3 separate regions of the Zea mays genome follow, and all the other regions are linked to region 3. The links are chromatin contacts, called in public Hi-C maps. All regions are on one chromosome and are shown on one strand. The core of a region is the stretch at or near the end of the contact, and the rest is flanking DNA. Distances in the headings are between cores, read along the strand shown. Region 1 holds the start of LOC100193107. Region 2 holds the start of LOC100282629 (Signal peptide peptidase-like 4). Region 3 holds the start of LOC100281652.

Evidence for each region. A called contact is a pair of places that touch in the nucleus more often than the background predicts.
Region 1: a contact with region 3 is called in a Hi-C map of endosperm, with 2.1 times the contacts expected there. The contact joins the promoter of LOC100193107 here to the promoter of LOC100281652 in region 3. A contact is called at or near these places in 5 of 25 Hi-C or Micro-C datasets (bundle sheath, ear, endosperm and 2 more).
Region 2: a Hi-C map of leaf shows a contact between it and region 3, with 2.0 times the contacts expected there. The contact joins the promoter of LOC100282629 here to the promoter of LOC100281652 in region 3. A contact is called at or near these places in 6 of 25 Hi-C or Micro-C datasets (bundle sheath, ear, endosperm and 3 more).

What each region holds. Positions count from the first base shown.
Region 1 is chr5:68,408,733-68,411,485 of Zm-B73-REFERENCE-NAM-5.0, reverse strand. It overlaps LOC100193107, which reads left to right and starts at 1,432. Exons shown (of 2, transcript NM_001138269.1): 1 at 1,432-1,902; 2 at 2,450-2,753. The coding sequence starts at 1,585. The coding sequence ends at 2,623. LOC103626504 reads left to right here. Exons shown (of 17, transcript NM_001352177.1): 17 at 1-535. The coding sequence ends at 54.
Region 2 is chr5:67,426,785-67,429,901 of Zm-B73-REFERENCE-NAM-5.0, reverse strand. LOC100282629 (Signal peptide peptidase-like 4) reads left to right here and starts at 1,277. Exons shown (of 14, transcript NM_001155537.2): 1 at 1,277-1,649; 2 at 1,794-1,952; 3 at 2,438-2,549; 4 at 2,735-2,854; 5 at 3,012-3,117. The coding sequence starts at 1,521.
Region 3 is chr5:67,937,021-67,940,042 of Zm-B73-REFERENCE-NAM-5.0, reverse strand. It overlaps LOC100281652, which reads left to right and starts at 1,593. Exons shown (of 9, transcript NM_001154571.2): 1 at 1,593-1,673; 2 at 1,953-3,022. The coding sequence starts at 2,186.

The DNA of each region.
Region 1 (2,753 bases), core at 183-2,682, 470 kb before region 3:
AAGAAGTTGCTTTATGCGATCCTGGAAGGCCGAGGATCATTTGATCTTTCATAAGAAATATACAATATCCGAACTAACATACAGGGGTCAGTTTTATTCTGGAGATTTAGTTTCTTGGTCCATGTATAACACTGAGTTGAGGTTACCAGCTCACTCAGCAAACGGCTTCAAGGGCGAGAGCCCCAGTCCTCACTCGGATGCAGGTGCTGCTGTCGATTTCTCCCTTCTTTTACATTTGTTCAGCTACTGTATTCTCTTCGAGGGTTGCCCTTGTCACCTGCAATTATGAATCTACAGCTTTTGTCATCGAGGAAGTTTAACAGATTTTGGTTTCTCTACCATGATCTGTTTCCATTGGGCAGGCTAAGCTATAGTAATTGAGGATGTGCGCCTTGAGTGAGGATGTGCGCCAACAAGAACCCCCGTTTGTTTCAGTACATGTAAATAAAAGGGATTTTTTGTTCCAGAATTGTTATCTGTAACAAGAACATCTACATCTGTGATGACTGACCATTAATAAATGTGTCCCGGTGTACCATTTGTTTTTTTTCTTTGAGCACTGGCAGTAGCAGGATACACAAAAGGGAGTGTATGCTATATACTACTAGTCGCGGATAGCTCATCTGGTCATGGCCACAGTTTTTTCTTATGGAGAGAATAACAAAATTTGGCCCTATAAACAGAAAAAAATAAAGTGCAAGAATCGGCAGCATGAGAATTGTTTGTACCCAAGACTATCTTTAGTAGCTTACCCATCCTACTTATATTTAACTCTACAATAGTGTAGTTTATAGTGCAGAAAAGTATATAAATAGTGTTTTAAGTAAACTATTAAACTCTACTCTACATTTAAACTCTACTATTAAACTCTACGAATAGTGTAATCTATAAATAATGTTTTAATTAAACTATGAGTAAACTACTGACTGTCTAAGTGTTATTACTGAGGATTCCTACACCACGATAAAATATACTTAGTCCGTTCTAGCTTTTATTTTTATGTCCATATTTAAATGGATAACAATGAATCTAGAATGCATATACTAATATCCTAAAATAAATATTATTCTAAAAAACAAATTATAATGAATAATAATAACTATATATATAATCATAGGTGCAGGATAATTTGGTTATTATAATTATTATTATATAAGATAATTAATATAATACTCACACCATCTTAAAATATAATTTATTTTAGATTTGGAGTGTTTGAATGTACTAGAACTAATAGTTAGTTGACTAAAAATTGTTAGTAGAATTAGATAGCTAACAAATAACTATCTAACTATTAATTAATTTATCAAAAATAGCTAATAGCTAAACTATTAGCTAGAGTGTTTGGATGTCTTAACTAATTTTAGCGACTAACTATTAGCTCTAGTGCATTCAAACACCTCTAAATCTGTTCATTGCCGGCTACCTTTCATAAATAACTTATGAGGCCAAACTAAAGAGGGCAGGGCAGGCGAATCGAAGGAAAAGTAGTCAGGAGAGGCGTTTCCCTCGCAATCGACCATCACAGATCAAATCGCTGCAACTAGCTAGGGTTTCGTCGCCTCATCTCTCGTCGATCCATCGATGGCGTCCGAGGGCGAAAACAAGAGGATGATCACGCTCAGGAGCTCCGACTTAGAGGAGTTCGAGGTGGAGGAAGCGGTGGCCATGGAGTCGCAGACTCTCCGCCACATGATCGAGGACGACTGCGCCGACAACGGCATCCCGCTCCCCAACGTCAACTCCAGGATCCTCTCTAAGGTCATCGAGTACTGCAACAGTCACGTCCACGCCGCCGCCAAACCCGCTGACTCCGCTGCCTCCGAGGGCGGCGAGGACCTCAAGAGCTGGGACGCGAAGTTCGTCAAGGTGGACCAGGCTACGCTCTTCGACCTCATCCTGGTCGGTAACCTCCCCTCCCCTTGCTTCTTTTGCGATTCCTGTCTATGTATAGGTTAGATTAGATCTGCTACTGTCTTTCTAGGGTTCGGATTAGATCAGTATATATTGATTGATTGGTTGTGCGTCGTGGTGGAGGTCCGTAACCAATCAATTTTTTTTATCTCATAAGAGATGTTGTACTAGCCCCTGCTGCTCTGGAATCAATCAACCACAAAAACTGTGATGTGGCTAGGAACACTGTTGATAAATCATGCTGTTGCTATTATTCGTAACAACAATGCACCCGTATCAAGCTAGCTACAGGCGGGGATGATATTTGGTTTGCAGTGAGATAATTTAACTAGCTAGTCAGACAGAATTTGGCTTGTACTTGCGACTTTTGCACACTTTGGGGATTGTTCGTTTGACCGCCACGTGGATTGGGTGGTATTGAGTCGGTTTAAATCCATCCAAATTCATTCCAATACACTTCAATCCACATGTAATTGGACGTGATTTGTGTTATTTTCTGCCATTGCTGGTTGACATAATGGAACTGTATTTTCAGGCTGCCAACTATCTGAACATCAAGGGATTGCTGGACCTGACCTGCCAGACGGTTGCTGACATGATCAAGGGCAAGACTCCGGAGGAGATCCGCAAGACATTCAGCATCAAGAACGACTTCACCCAAGAGGAGGAGGATGAGATCCGCATGGAGAACCAGTGGGCCTTCGAGTGATTGTTGTCTTCCTTTCCCTGGTGATGGTGGTGGTTCTTTTACAAGAACAGATGGATGTCTGCACTGCACTCTACAATGCTAGTCTATCTACTTACGAAATAGTAGTGAAATAGTAGTATAATGGTCGTGA
Region 2 (3,117 bases), core at 28-2,527, 510 kb after region 3:
CCGCAGCAGACACAAGCATGGCGGTCTAGAGCCTCGGTGGGGGAGATGGGGCGGGAGGGCACGCCCTAGCTTGTCCCCGACCACATCCTGGCATGGGTTGCAGATCCACCGCGTGCCGACGTTTGAGAGGGAGATAGGACTCCACAACGGCACGGTGATGGCGATGGTGTTTAAGAAGGAGAAGGGAGATATGACTCCTGCCCGCGATAGGGGGCGGCAGCAGTGGATCCGCGGGGTAGGGGGTGCGTGATTAGGGGAAGGGGAAGACGGATCGGTGGGACGGGAGGAAGGCAGAACCATGCACCGTGGATGCCTACACTCTATTCTTAAGAAGTAGTAGAGATTTTGATTTGTGATTTATATATTGTAGTTTTGTTTATTTTGGTATGTCAATTATGATAATTTGTACACTTAGCTACATATTTTTAATTATATTTTAAATTTAGTTAATTTTAAAATTATTTAATTTCTTAGGTATAAAATGTATCGTTCTAGGACCGACGGAGTAGTCGGTAAAAACAAGAGTCGAGAAAGACTGAGATGGGAGTGAACAAGAGGAATTTGATATTTCGCCACTTTACTTTAGCATCCATTTACATTGTGTTACTGACACCACAGTCATGACATAGTAAAAATTTGCCACCACTTCTAAGGTTATGTTTGGGGCAGTTCTAACTCCAGTAAATTTGGTGGAGTTGGTGAAACAGATTATTAGGTGCTCCAGAAAATAATGAAACTGGAGCTCTAAGCTTTTAGAAGACATTTAGACAAGTCATTTTATTTGTTATTTAAATTAAAAATATTTTTAAAATTAATTAAATTAATATTATAAACTATCTGGAGGCATTCAAACACCACCCTTAGTGCTCGTTCGCTTTGAGCTGATTGGACAGTTCGTAGCTGTATTCCAGGCGGAATGAACGAGTCTGGTTTGGAATCCGGTTCCACCTGCTAGAACTATTCGTTTTGATATTGGCCGAAAAGAAAACCGCTTGAATTCGAGCTAACCCTTTAATCTTTGGCCTGGAACAAACTCAGACAATCCACCTTTCGGATTGATTCCCAGCCAAGAAACAGACTAGTGACCATGATTAAGTGGCTGGATTGGTTACTGATCCGGTTTTGATTCACATCTGCCGAACGAGGCCTTAAGGTTTTATTTGGGTACTTTATTATTGATCAAAATTCATATGTATTATCGTGTTGAGGTGGATTAAAGTATAAATTAGTTTAAATTACATCCTATCTAAGTCAACATATGTGGACTGGGGTCAATAGTACCCAAACTCGTGACAAGCAGTTAATTTTTCGAGTGAACAAAGAGACGGGGGCACAGTAGTAGACCGCGGAATCCGATCTAACCCTAAACCCGAATCCCAAACGGAGGAGGGCACTCGGCGAGGCAGGTGGCGATTCTGCGATTCTCCTGTCACCTTCCGTCGTCTCCATCCCCTTCCATTTCCGGCGAGGGTCAAAGCAGGCCTCTTGCTCTTGGGGGTGGTTTGAGAGAGGGAGAGAACATGGCCGCGGCGGCGGTGTTGGTGGTGCTCACGGTGTCAGCGCTGGCGGGGGCAGCGGCCGGCGGTGATATCGTCCACCACGATGACGAGGCACCCAAGATCCCTGGATGCTCCAACGATTTTATCCTGGTAAGATCACAAAGTCTTAGCCTTTTCCCTAACCCTTAATTAAGCAGCTGCCCCCCCCCCCCCCCCCCCCCCCCCCAACACACACACAAATGTTTCTGTTTAGTACTGAAATCGATTCTCCATTTCTTTGTACTATTTGTCAAGGTAAAAGTGCAAAGCTGGGTCAATGGCAAAGAGGGTGGCGAGTTTGTTGGCGTCGGTGCTCGGTTTGGTCCAAAAATCGTCTCCAAGGAGAAGCACGCAAACCGAACTAAACTCACGCTGGCAGACCCTATGGACTGCTGCTCTCCTCCGAAACATAAGGTGGGTATTATCCAACTAGTGATGAAAGTGGGTAACCGAATTGTTAGGATAAATTTAATATTTTAAAATAGATATGTATGAAATTCGATATTGACCTTTTCCTATGTTATCAATCACATTACTACAAGAATAAAATTTTGCATAAAATTGTTTTATGCATTATTTACTCCCTACAACAACAAAAAAGTGTAAAAGTATATGTATCCGTATCCGAATTTTATATCTATCGTTTGAGAAGATATATAATAAATTTGAGATTTACCTTTTATGAATGTTTACAAGCTCAATGCTAAAAACAAGAATACAAATTTGTATAGCATATTATATATTCTATTTATTCACAATCAAAGAAAAAAGATCAAAACAATTGATATCCGAATAAGAATCTGTTTTCATCCCTATAATCTAACCGCAACTTAAGTTATTGCAGCCTATCTTCTAACCCCTAGTGGCTCTGTCCTCTAATTGTTTCATTCTCGTTCTAGGTTCCTGGAGATGTTCTTTTAGTTCAAAGGGGAAAGTGCAAATTCACAAAGAAAGCAAAGTTTGCTGAAGCTGCTGGTGCTTCTGCTATAGTAATCATAAACCATGTCCACGGTGCGTTTTGAGCGCTGTCTTGTTTCCCTATCTATAACTTGTGGCATTGCTTCTTGTAAAAATGTTATGTATTATCCTAGCCATGTTCCTCCAACAACACCTTGCATTACGTTTTTAGGATATTAAAATGATCAACTTGTATCAGTATTTGGTTTCACTAATTCTATCATGCATTTACTCTACAGAATTGTACAAGATGGTCTGCGAAAAGAATGAAACCGACCTTGACATAAATATACCTGCAGTTCTCCTACCAAAAGATGCAGGTTCTGCTTTACATACACTTCTTACAAATGGTAACACAGGTAAAATGTTAACTTACCGTTGTCACCAGCATTTTAATTTCCATTTGAAACATAAAGGTGTTAACACTTAACTGACCCTTCACCTTTATGTGGACTTGTCCTTTGTTCTATCTGAAATAGCTTACCATGTACTGACTTATCCTTGTCTCTTCCTTAGTTTCTGTGCAGCTTTACTCTCCAGATCGACCTGTAGTTGACACTGCAGAGGTGTTTCTATGGCTTATGGCTGTTGGCACAGTACTTGGTGCTTCCTACTGGTCAGC
Region 3 (3,022 bases), core at 344-2,843:
TTACTCTCAGATATTTATAATAATTATTGAGATAAGCAGCTATTTTATTATGGTTATTATAGTTATTAGGATCAATCATTCTATAAATAACCAGCCATTTATAAGAAATACTGAGATAATAAGCAACGGATGAGCGAAACGGGCGTGAGATGGGCATTAAGGTAATAAACTAGCTTTGGACTCGTTAAAAACCGAGCTATAGAATTAGCTTGACTTATTTCGTTTGTCAAGCTTATTTAGTTCACGAGCCAAAAAAACAATATACATATACTATCTAACAATATATTCAATTGCTAGTTAATTTCAGACCAATTTAATATTAGAAAAAGAATAATAATGCTCATAATTTCATATTTCAACACTAAATTAATATAATTCATTACTTATTAGTTCATTCAACATTAGTGTAGGTTTTGTTTGCTCATAAATGCTAGCTTATTTGAGCTAACGAGCTTGGCTCATTAACCGATCGAGATACTAGATCAGCTAATGACAAAATTGGAACGAGTCGAAACGATAGAACCAAACTGACTACGAATCGAACGAACTGGCGAGCCACGAGTATTTTGTTCAGCCCTTGGTTCAGATCAGGCCAGTAAAGCCACACAACCGACCTAGAGCGCCAAATTTAATTCTGGCCGATCAATAATAATACAAGGAAGAAAAAGAAGATTTATTTTTCAACGATGAGCATCGCACAATAATGCATTTATTTATTATAAGATGAACATGCATGCATGCGTGCATGAATATATTCCCCCACGCTAGCTAGCTGCTACCTGCTAGCTATGTCGACGACTTTTAGTTATTTATTAATTTGACAAATGGCTGCGGTGGACACGCATGGATTTGATTCGAGATGCTCGGCGGTGACTCGATCTTTCGTTAGCTAGCTTGAAGAAGCTACGAACCCTGAGGCGCCTTGTAGCTAGCTAGAGAAGCAAAAGCTACGTACCAAAAGCTCCAGCTAACAAAGGCAGGGTAAAAGTATTCGTGACCTAGTGGAAGAAATATTTCTTTGATCTTCTTCATGTGTATCCAGAAAAGAAAAAGATAGTAAAGCATATGCTTATATATATAGTAGATGCTTATGCATGCATGTCGGAGTACATATGTACTACTTACTTATAGCAGTAGCAAGCTACAAATGCATATGGTAGCTAGGTGTTGGATGCATGGATTGCTGCTGTTCCGGCGATCTTCCGGCCAGAGCATGAGATAGATCGATCGATCGAGAGTACTACCGGCCGGCCAGAGCATCTGCTACTGTTCCGGCGATCTTCCATCAGCGGATCAGCGGAGGTATGTAATTTACATACCCGGCAACCTGTAATCTACAGTTATTTGGAAGCCCAGGATATATATATATATGGATTTGTTTTTTAGGAAAAAAAAATTCTCATGCATTTTAGATAAATACAAAATACACACATTCTAGACTACGTACGCACGTAGATTATTTTCACTTTGCTCGTAAATCAATAAACAACTTTCCCATACCATGAGAATGAAGGCAGGCCCAGCCCAGCCCAGCCCAGTCCAGTCCAGTCCAACCCAAACCTCAACCGACACTCCCCGTGGGGGGCGGTGCCGTCGCCGGCGACTCGCCAATTTTGATTTGAAGAAAAGAAACCACCAGCCACCACGCCCGCGGCCGTCAGCCGGAGGTGAAGGTGAGGCAACCAATACCCGGATGGATTCCTCTATTAGCTACGTACTAGTCTGATTCCCCCACCGTCACTCCTCGGGCCGCCCCCAGTATTTTTCGATTCCATTACCTGAGGAATAATCTCATTAGTTAATTATTTGGGTTTGAACCAGATACGCATGCAATGCATGCAGGCAGGGTGTTCTGTTTCATCATTCTTTTTTTTTCTTCTCATCTCCGGCACGGGGACGGGGATCAGATTCACGCCACTTTATTATTTATTACTATGCTCACCACTTCTCAGCACGCAATTCATTACAAAAGGGTCCCCTGCCAAGATCCAACACTCATGAATTGCAACAATACGGATCGGAGACAGCGAGCAGATCTCGCGGACTTGCAATTGTAACTCATCTAATCCCTTATTACTTTCGTCGTTGTCGTCGTCGTCGTCGTCGTCGTCGTCATCATCATTTTGTGCAGCCTGTTTTATCTTCTTGCCGCAGCCCCTGCTGAGCTGTGAGCTGTATGCATGGCATGGCCACCCCTGTGGCGCCTCTTCTCCATGATGAGCCTCAAGCTGCTGGTATCTTACTCCCAGGGACAACCCAGCATTCAGATCAAACAAACTCTGACTCTAGAGTTGGAGAGCTTATACTGCCTAATGGGGATACTTATCGTGGCGCGTTATCGGGCAACACGCCACATGGCCCAGGTTGTTATATCTGGTCCGATGGTTGTGTTTATGAGGGTGATTGGAGGAGAGGCCTCAGGCATGGCCGAGGCAAGACGCTGTGGCCAACAGGGGCCACCTACACAGGTGACTACTCCGGTGGCTACATTTATGGTCAGGGAACGTATACCGCCGGGCTTAACAGTTACAGGGGAGGCTGGAAGCTGAATCTTAAGCATGGCCACCTTGGCCTACAGACATATCCCAACGGAGACACTTTTCAAGGTTCTTGGGTGCATGGGCAAATGCAGGGGCATGGCACCTATACCTGGGCAAATGGGAACACTTATGTTGGCGCCATGAAAGATGGGGTCATGTCAGGCAAAGGAATTCTCACATGGAACAATGGAGATTCATTTGAAGGGAACTGGTTAGATGGTGCCATGCATGGCTATGGAATCTACACATGGAAGGACTCTGGCTACTATGTAGGAACCTGGACAAGGGGGGTCAAGGACGGAAAAGGCACGTTCTATCCAAAATGCCGTGGGATTCCGGTTACCGACATCGACGATTTAAGAAACAGAGGTGTACTGCCTGGTGCTGAAAGCCAGACTCATGGTTCCCGTATCCTTCACTCTGCCTCATCGGACATGGCAGACATGGTGGCTAGCAGAAATCAGGACTCTGTAGGTATTTCA